Linked DNA regions of Sus scrofa: region 1 is linked to region 2. A link is a contact called in public HiChIP or PLAC-seq data. All regions are on one chromosome and are shown on one strand. The core of a region is the stretch at or near the end of the contact, and the rest is flanking DNA. Distances in the headings are between cores, read along the strand shown. Region 1 has its middle 190 kb from the start of RSL24D1. Region 2 holds the start of RSL24D1 (probable ribosome biogenesis protein RLP24).

Evidence for each region. HiChIP or PLAC-seq counts read pairs in DNA pulled down with a chosen protein or histone mark.
Region 1: an H3K27ac HiChIP or PLAC-seq map of skeletal muscle shows a contact between it and region 2, with 4 times the contacts expected there. The contact joins the enhancer-like site here to the promoter of RSL24D1 in region 2. A contact is called at or near these places in 6 of 47 Hi-C or Micro-C datasets (embryonic fibroblasts, fetal heart ventricle, heart right ventricle and 2 more) and 1 of 2 datasets of contacts at active chromatin or transcription factors (skeletal muscle).

What each region holds. Positions count from the first base shown.
Region 1 is chr1:116,798,231-116,802,619 of Sscrofa11.1, forward strand. No RefSeq gene overlaps it. Among named protein-coding and RNA genes, the nearest start is that of RSL24D1, 190 kb to the left of the region's middle. Within about 2 kb of position 1,876, at least 10 of the 83 cell types and tissues checked have an H3K27ac peak or open chromatin away from gene starts, as enhancers often do. A contact at or near this core is called in skeletal muscle, where this site is marked.
Region 2 is chr1:116,611,083-116,615,738 of Sscrofa11.1, forward strand. It overlaps RSL24D1 (probable ribosome biogenesis protein RLP24), which reads left to right and starts at 1,253. Exons shown (of 6, transcript XM_003480359.4): 1 at 1,253-1,388. The coding sequence starts at 1,308.

The sequences.
Region 1 (4,389 bases), core at 626-3,125, 190 kb after region 2:
GGATCCGAGCCCCATCTTTAAACTACACCACAGCTCATGGCAACACTGGATCCTTAATCCACTGAGTAAAGTCAGGAATTGAACCCACATCCTCATGGATACTAGTCGGGTTTGTAACCCTCTGAGCCACAATGGGAACTCCCTCTGTTTTCAATTTTCTATAAGATGTTCGTCAAGTTATACACTCATAGTTTAAATCCTGTTGGGATTTGTGTTGTTTCCATCACTGACAATGTCACTTGTCAAAGTATCACCCACTTGTGGTTTTATCTGACAAACATGTATCAATCATCTTCTGCACATAAATTGCTGTGTTAGGGAGCCATGGATGTTTTTTCCTCTCAACATTTTATTATGTAAATTTTCAACAGAGAAAATAATTTTATAATCAACAACTGGCTTATACAATTACATGTCTAAACACATCTATTCTTCTATCTCTCCATCAGCCCCTCTCACTCTTGCCCTGAATACTTGAGCATGCGTATCAGAAACCATGGAAGGTTTTTGAGCAGGAGTGTAGTAAGACTAAAGCTACATATTATGTAAATGTCTCCTATGAAAATATGAATGTGATGGTGCTGGTCCTAGTGATCATGCCCTTCTCACTGCCTCTGTCCTTTCTCTTCTTTTAGGAGACTCGGTCAATGTCTAATACAGTAGGAAAAGCAGAGAGTTTCCATAAACTGAATGGGAGAGAGAAGGAAGGTGCTGATCTGACAGCATGCTTTCACACATGTACTGTAAAGGTAATATTGGTATGAGATTATGTGGCATAGGACTCAAAGTTCCTGGGCTTAATTTATCCAGGTCATCATTTTCGAAAGTATGTAGTTGCTGTGTTAGGAATTTTATCTCTATTATCTCTTGTTATCTTCACAGCAGCCCTTTGAGTTGGCATTACTTCTCCCATTTCTCTGATGTGTATACTGAGCATGACAATGTTTAAATCACTTGCTTGAATTACTTGGCTGGAGGTGGTATCACTGAACTTGGACCCTAGAAATAATGTTCTTCCTTTTCATTGGCTGTTGTCCAAAGCTAGCACTTATTCAACTTCTTGCAAACCACGGTGCTTCAGAAGGAAGTGTTATAGGAGCAAAGGAAATCAGCAAAAATTATGCCTCTTCTAATAGATAAATTATAGGAACTCACAGTCCCATGGTAGTGATTATCCAATGTTCCTTTCAATCTGTAGACACTGGTGAGGAAAGATTTCCCTCTTGGGCAGTCTACAGATTTGCTTTTGCTGGCATGGATATGTATCTCTCTCCTGGCCTGACCCCTGCTGATCTGATCGGCCTCTGTTCACCAACAGTATTCTTTCCCATCCATCTAAGGCACTCACTGCCCTTCCTGATTAAACCATAAGAAGTCCTGAAGATTTTCAAACCTCATTGGGGACTATGGTGCTTTCCCACTGCTCATGTCCTAGTAATATGAGGTCAGATTAGAGACTTGCTCCTTGAGGCCAATCCTCTCAATTTATGCATCAACTCTATTTCTTTGGTGGTAGGAGGTAGGGAGAAATAAGGAGAGCTTGTTACTTTTGAGAGATTTACATATGCCTCTTTTAAAAAAATGGTTAAAAACATATAACATGAAATTTACCTTCTTGTACCATTTTAAAGTACACAACTCAGGCATGGAGTGCTTAGGGTCGACCCTATCAGGACAGAGGGACCTGCTTGACTAGCATGTGTGTGGTGTGTGAGGTGGAGAAGTGTTGAGAAGAAAAGAGGGGTTTGTGACTGAATGCCTGGCTTAAGGATTCCCTAGGTTCAGGTGGAGTGAAACAAGCCTAAATAGGCAGCTGCAACATAAGCAGTGACTTGGAGCTGATCCACTGTCTGGACTATTTTTAGCAATGACGCACCGTGACTTTGCACTCTTAGCTAATATAATTGACGGCAGCAGGAGCCCACTGGGAACAACAGCTACAGCTAAGGACTCTCTGCTTTCCAGATCACATCATCTCATAATCCTTTTGAGCAAACCATGAAGCATTTCTAGACTTGTGAGACATTTCAAACTCTACACAATATTTTCCAAAATGTGAGGGGCAAAAGAAAAATGTGATTCAATATTACAACATTAACTCTATATGGGAACTTTTAACCAGTCTCTTCAGTCCCCTTAAAATCCAGTAACTAAATAAACAAATGCCAAACTAGAGCAAAATCGCAAAATTTTGTGTTTGCCAGAGTTAATAAAGAAAGGAAAATAGTACCATACTTAGCATAAATTTATTAGCCTCTAGGCCCACTGTTAAAACTATAGGTTAGGCAGTTACTAAATAAAACAAAATAATTAATTTGGTGTTCTTTTATAAAGGGATGCTGTATCACAGATATTGTAAGAATTCATATCAAGATTACTAAGAGATGATAGTTGCCTTAGCAACTCTAGATAGTTCTCTTCAGAAATGTAATAAGAAAAAAAGATTACAGACAAGTTCAGGAACTCCTAGAATGCCAAATCTGATGAAAATGCAATGAAAATTTAATTGCAATGAATAATTAGAAAATGCCCGTGGGAATCACAGGTTAATCATAAAAGCTGAAAGAGCTCAAGATTTTTATTTTACAGGCAAAGAAATTAGTTGCCTGAGAGGTTAAGTGTCCTGCCTAAGATCACATCCCATGTAAGTGGCTTCTCTTGAATTAATCCAAATCTTCCAACTCTTGCTCCAAATTGTTTATACTTCCTGGACTATCTTGGTACTCTCTATCCCTGACCTAATGCTAGATGCTATAGAAACCCCCAAAATGAATAAAACCCACTGATGGCCAACCAGGAACTTACTAGAAATCTCTTGCTAGGATGGCCATCTTTAGAGAACAAATTCTGAACTATCATCACCTTATTCCCCATGAAGACCTGAAGTCCAATAACCAGAATATGCAGACTTTAGAAAACACTTCACCAGTGGAACTGGTTGAGGACCACTTCCTGTTCCTAAGAGTCTCCCTTGCTGGAATCCTGTCACTCAAGGACTAACTAATGAGCTAGCCTGCTCTGATAGCCCCAGTATGGATAAAGAGTTGACTCAAGGTAAAGGAAAGCCAAATATATGGAGAGGCAAGAGGGAAAATAAGTTTATTTCATTTTTGTTATAAACATGTACTGATCAAGGCACCAAGGATACTAAGTTGAATAGTACATATTACCTGCCTTTAAAGATTTTTTTTCATTGTCTCAGCTTTTATTACATTTTCAATAGTTATTTCCCCAATACAATTTTTATTCTACTGTACAGCATGGTGACCCAGATACACATATGTATACATATTCTATTTTTGCACATTATCATGTTCCATCATAAGTGACTAGACATAGTTCCCAGTGCTATGCAGCAGGACCTCATTGCTAATCCATTCCAAAGGCAATAGTTTGTATCTATTAACCCTTAAGCTCCCCAACAACCCCACTCCCTCCCCCTCCTCCTTGGCAACCACAAGACTATTCTCCAAGTCCATGATTTTCTTTTCTGTATAAAGGTTCATTTGTGCCTTATATTAGATTCCAGATAGAAGTGATATCATATGACATTTACTCACTTCACTCAGTATGAGAATCCCTAGTTCCATCCATGTTGCCATAAATGGCATTATGTCATTCTTTTTTATGGCTGAGTAGTATTCCATTGTGTATATATACCACATCTTCCTAATCCAGTCATCTGTCAATGGACATTTGGGTTGTTTCCATGTCTTGGCTATTGTGAATAGAGCTGCAATGAACATGCAAGTGTATGTGCCTTTTTCAAGAAAAGTTTTATCCAGACATAGGCCCAAGAGAGGGATTGCTGGGTCATGTGGTAGTTCTATGAATAGATTTATAAGGTATCTTCACACTGGTCTCCATAGTGGTTGTACCAGCTTACATTCCCACCAACAGTGAAGGAGGGTTCCCTTTTCTCCACAATCCCTCCAACATTTGTTATTTGTGGACTTATTAATGATGGCCATTCTGACTGGTGTGAGGTGGTATCTCATGGTAGTTTTGATTTGCATTTCTCTAATAATCAGGGATGTTGAGCATTTTTTCATGTGCTTGTTGGCCATCTGTATATCTTCCTTGGAGAAATTCTATTCAGGCCTTTTGCCCATTTTTCCATTGGGTTGTTGGCTTTTTTGCTGTTGAGTTGTCTAAGTTGCTTGTATATTCTAGAGATTAAGCCCTTTTCAGTTGCATTATTTGAAATCATTTTCTCCCATTCTGTAAGTTGTCTTTTTGTTTTCTTTTTGGTTTCCATGTCATCAAGCCAGTGTGGTACTGGGACCAAAACAGACATATAGACCAATGGAACAGAATAGAGAACCCAGAAATAAACCCAAATAAACCCTGTCACCTATGGTCAATTAATCTTTGACAAAGGAGGCAAAA
Region 2 (4,656 bases), core at 3-2,502:
ATTTGTGAAGACTCCTAGGCCCATTCATAAATAAATGCAAGTTAGTAATGAAAAAATATTTAACATCAGATTGGCGAAGATCACCTTTGACAAAAACTTGATTAATTATCGTTCTTATTCATTGTTGTTAAGTGTTAATTGGTATAATGTTTTGGAAGGCATTTAATCTTATTTACCAAATTTTAAAAGTGCACAGAGGCCCAGCAGCTGTATACAGATAAACTCTTGAAAATAAGGATGCTTATTAGGTCAAAAAATAGGAAACAAATATCCTTCCATAGGTAACCATTTAAAATTACACTCTCCTGCAGTTGCATATATGTAACTATGGAAAACAATGTTTAGTATTCATTGATAACAAAACGTGTACTGAATGCTTAATTATATGCCAGGAACTGTTAATAGGATTGGGAAGAATAGTGATAAACAAAAGGACAAAAGTCCCTGGGGTCATCGAGCTCACACTCCATTGAAGGGAGGCAGATTACAGCAAGATGAAGAAGACAGTGAACATGATGCTCATTAAAGTTATAAAGAAGAGGGAGTGGAGATACGCACACACAAAAGAACATGTTTGTCTATGCACATAAAACCTCTGCTAGGTGATAAAAGGAAGTGATTGCTACTGGAAAAGACTAGAGGTCTGGGGAGAGAACCTTCGTTTCCTGTGGAATTTTTTTTTTTTTTAATATCTGTATCTATCTCTCTCTATATCTATATATATATTAAAAGGCGGTGGGGAGTTAGGGTGGTGAACACAGCTATGAGTCTTTAAAACATTGCTGGTGAGGTCCTTTGAGCCTGGTCAATTGCTTCGGTTGCAGCGGCGGCTGCAAGTGCCCGCCGCGGACACTAGGCAAGTCCGCTTGGGACCGGAATAAGGGTCGGGGCTCGCGCCGGCCGTGGACAAAGGGATTTCTAGACAAGTGTGGAGAGCCGTCTGGCGAAAGCACGAACCGGAGACAAAATTACATGAGTAAAAGGTGACATTATACGACCCGGTAAGTCCAAAAACTAAACACTAAACGAGCCAGTTCAGACGTCTGCACAGAACTACGCCACACCTTCCCAGAGAGGTCAGCCGCTCAGACTCTGTCTCCTGCGCCTGCGCCAAAAGGCAGCGCTTTTGCGGGCGCAGCCGCGAGGAGGCGCAGTCACATTCGGATCACTTTCCGGGGGCCGGCAAGAGCGAAGGACCATTGCCACTTCCGGGTGGAGACCTGAAAAGGGAGTCACTTCCTGTGACGGGGCTACGTCACTTCCTTCAACCTCGGCGTTTGCCGGGCGGGTTCCCACGCGCGTTCAGCATGAGGATTGAGAAGTGTTATTTCTGTTCGGGGCCTATCTACCCAGGCCATGGCATGATGTTCGTCCGTAACGATTGCAAGGTGAGGCGGCCAGGAGCCTCGCGCGCCGCACTGCGCTCCCGCGGGCCTCTCGGCTTGGGGTTTCTCTGCGCTTGCGGGCTTTGGCCCGGGGTTTCCGCGCGTGAGGGTGGTTTCGCTAGGGGCTCAGACCTTGATCTCCCACTTGGGGAGTTTCTTGTCTGCGTCCCGACCACAGCTGGTTACTAGGCCGTCCTTGAATGAAGCGGGCCGCGATGAGGCTCAGGAGCGATCCCAGCAAGCCCCGACTGGGAAGCCGGCGGTCTTTTTGCCCACTCTTGTACAGGGGCCAAGGTCTTAACTTTGTTGAAAGCATGCCCTGTCAAGCGTCATTGTCGAGGCCCCTTTATATATAAATAAATAAGACCCGGGTCGGCCATAGGGTCTTATGATAGAAATGTTGCATATGGCTTAATAGTAATGTGTTATGAAGCTACTGGAGGTGAGTTGGGGAGTAGTTGGTATGTGAAAAGGTATAGAAAGGAGGTAACATTTATCCTGAATCTTGAATTTTGCTTAAGAACGTGAAAAGAAGGCATTCTAGGTGGGAGGAAAACGGACCGTTTGACCAAGGGTACAGAGTGCAGCAGTTACGTCTCTGTTTAAGCCGGTGACGGATTGCAGGTGGTGATAGAGGCTAGGGATAGGGCTTTAAATACAAATATAAATCTATAAAAAAGGTACCTGTGTAAACATAAAATATAAACATATAGACGTTTCTTGACTTTCGATGGGGTTGCTTCTCAGTACCCATTTTAGGTTGCAAACGTGAAAACCTAACCTACTGAATATCATGTTTAACCTGGCCTTCCTTAAACGTGCTCAGAACACGTACGTTAGCCTACAGTAGGGCAAAATCATCTAACACAAAACCTGTTTTATAATAAAGTGTTGAATATCTCATGTAACTTATTAAATACTGTACTGAAATTGAAAAACAGAATGATTGTGTGTATTCACCCTCGTAGTCTTGTGGCTGACTGGGAGCTTTGACTAGCTGTTGGGCATCTGGAGAGAGTTGTACTGGGTTTTGCTAGTGGGGAAAGATCAAAATTTGAAGTCTGGTTTCCACTGAATGTGTATGGCGTTTGTACCATGGGAAAGATGAACCCTTGTTAAGTTGAGGCCTGTTTGTATGAGGCTACATTGTGAAAGACTTCGGGAGTGATACCTGACTGCCTTTTCTTAACAGAATGAGTCTCATTCCTCTGTTTCTTAAATTTGATTCTGAATCACTGGAGAGTTGTAGAATGTTGATTTCTACCATAACTATTGAATTGGAATCTTTGTGGGGAGGGGAAGAGGATCTAGGAATCTGTATTTAATGAGAAGATTTTGACATGCTAAAGAATTACACTTCCTGCTTCATCACCTTGTATCTATTCTTTTCTTTTCTTTTTTGTCTTTTTTAGGGCTGCACCCATGTACCTATGCATATGGAAGTTCCTAGGCTACTAGGGTTTAATTGGCGCTACAGCTGCTGGCCTACGCCACAGCAATAGCAGTGTGGGATCGCAGTGTGGGATCCGAGCCCGTCTGCCACGTACACCATAGCTAATGGCAGTGCAGGCTCCTTAACCCACTGAGTGAGGCCAGGGATCAAACCTGAATCTTCATGGATACTAGTGCCGTTCATTACCACTGAGCCATGAATGACAGGAACTACACCTTGTATCTATTCTTTTTTTTTTTTTTTTTTTTTTTTTTTTTTAAGGGCCGCACCTACAGCTCATGTAGGTTCCCAGGCTAGGGGTCAAATCGGAGCTGTAGCTGCCTGCCTACACCACAGCCACAGCAATGCCAGCCTCATCTGCAACCGACACCACAGCTCATAGCAATGCCGGATCCCCAACCCACTGAGCAAGGCCAGGGATTGAACCCACAACCTCATGGTTCCTAGTCGGATTTGTTTCTGCTGCACCATTACGGGAACTCCGACCTTGTATCTATTCCTGATGGAAGATGTTGACCTACTAAATTACGAACAAGTGTTCTTGTAAAAGTGAGTGACCAAAGCTATGTTTGGGAACTGCGAAAAACATGTAGATTTTGAAATCCTGGTCTTAGGAACAGGACAAAGAATTTATAGACATGAATTAAGTGATTGCCAGGTTGGGGTCTAATTCAGGTGAGCTTTATGGCTTTGTAAAACATCTGGTCATCATGATTTTATTATTTTTATCTATCAGTGTTCATCATTTGGGTATTGGAATTAGAAAAAATTGTGGAAACTGTCCAGAGTTGGATTGCTCTGGCAGATACATTGGAAGTTCACGCTGATGAGGAAGTCTTTATTGCTAGAAAGGACAGTGTTAAATTAGCTAGCTTGTTCTAGGGAAGAATAGTGGATCCAGAAAAGAGTTGATTGGGGGAATAAGAAGTAGAGGCCCTGAAGCACTAATGAAGTACATCATTTTTTTTTTTTCCCCCCTCTCTGTTTTGGCTGCCCTGCAGCATATGGAGTTCCTGGGCCAGGGATCAGATCTAAGCTGCAGCTGTGACACAAGCCTCGGCTTGTGGCAGTGCTGGATCCTTAACGCACTGTGCCAGGCCAGGGATCGAACTTGCATCCCAGTGCTCCCAGGACACCACCGAGGGAACTCCATTTTTTTTTTTCCTTTGTTGATGATTCCCAAATTTTTATCACCTTAGTTCCAGGTCCTGTTTTCCACTTGACAGGGAAATCCTGTTTGTATCTGACTGAGCTTACTGGAAGAGAGTTCCTTATTACCTCAAATCTTTTTGCTCTCTAGGTGAATACTGTCCTGCACCTAGACTGTTTTGTTAGAAACATGAGAGTCATCTTTGAATCTTTTACCTTTTGTACAAGTTATTAAGTCCTATTCAATTTGCCTTTGCAAAGGATAATGGTATCTTTACTTTCTGCCCTCCTTCCTTGGTTCCAGATTAGGTACTTGTCATTTGTATAACCTCCTATCTAGTCTTTCTGCATTTATGTTTTTAGCTTTTTTTTTTTTTTCTTCTTTTTTCTTTTTAGGGCCACACCTGAGGCATATGGAAGTTCCTAGGCTAGGGGTTGAATCAGAGCTGCAGCTGCAGGCCTATGACACAGTGACACCAGATCCTTAACACATTGGGTGAGACCAGTGATTGAACCCGAATCCTTGTGGATACTAGTTGGATTCTTAACCTGCTGAGTCACAGTGGGAACTCCAATGCTTTTAGCTTTTGTGACTATGTTTCATAGAAACCTCCTCTCTAATGATTCTCAGGTACTTAAGAGTAGAAGTAGGGTGTTAATGCCCGTATT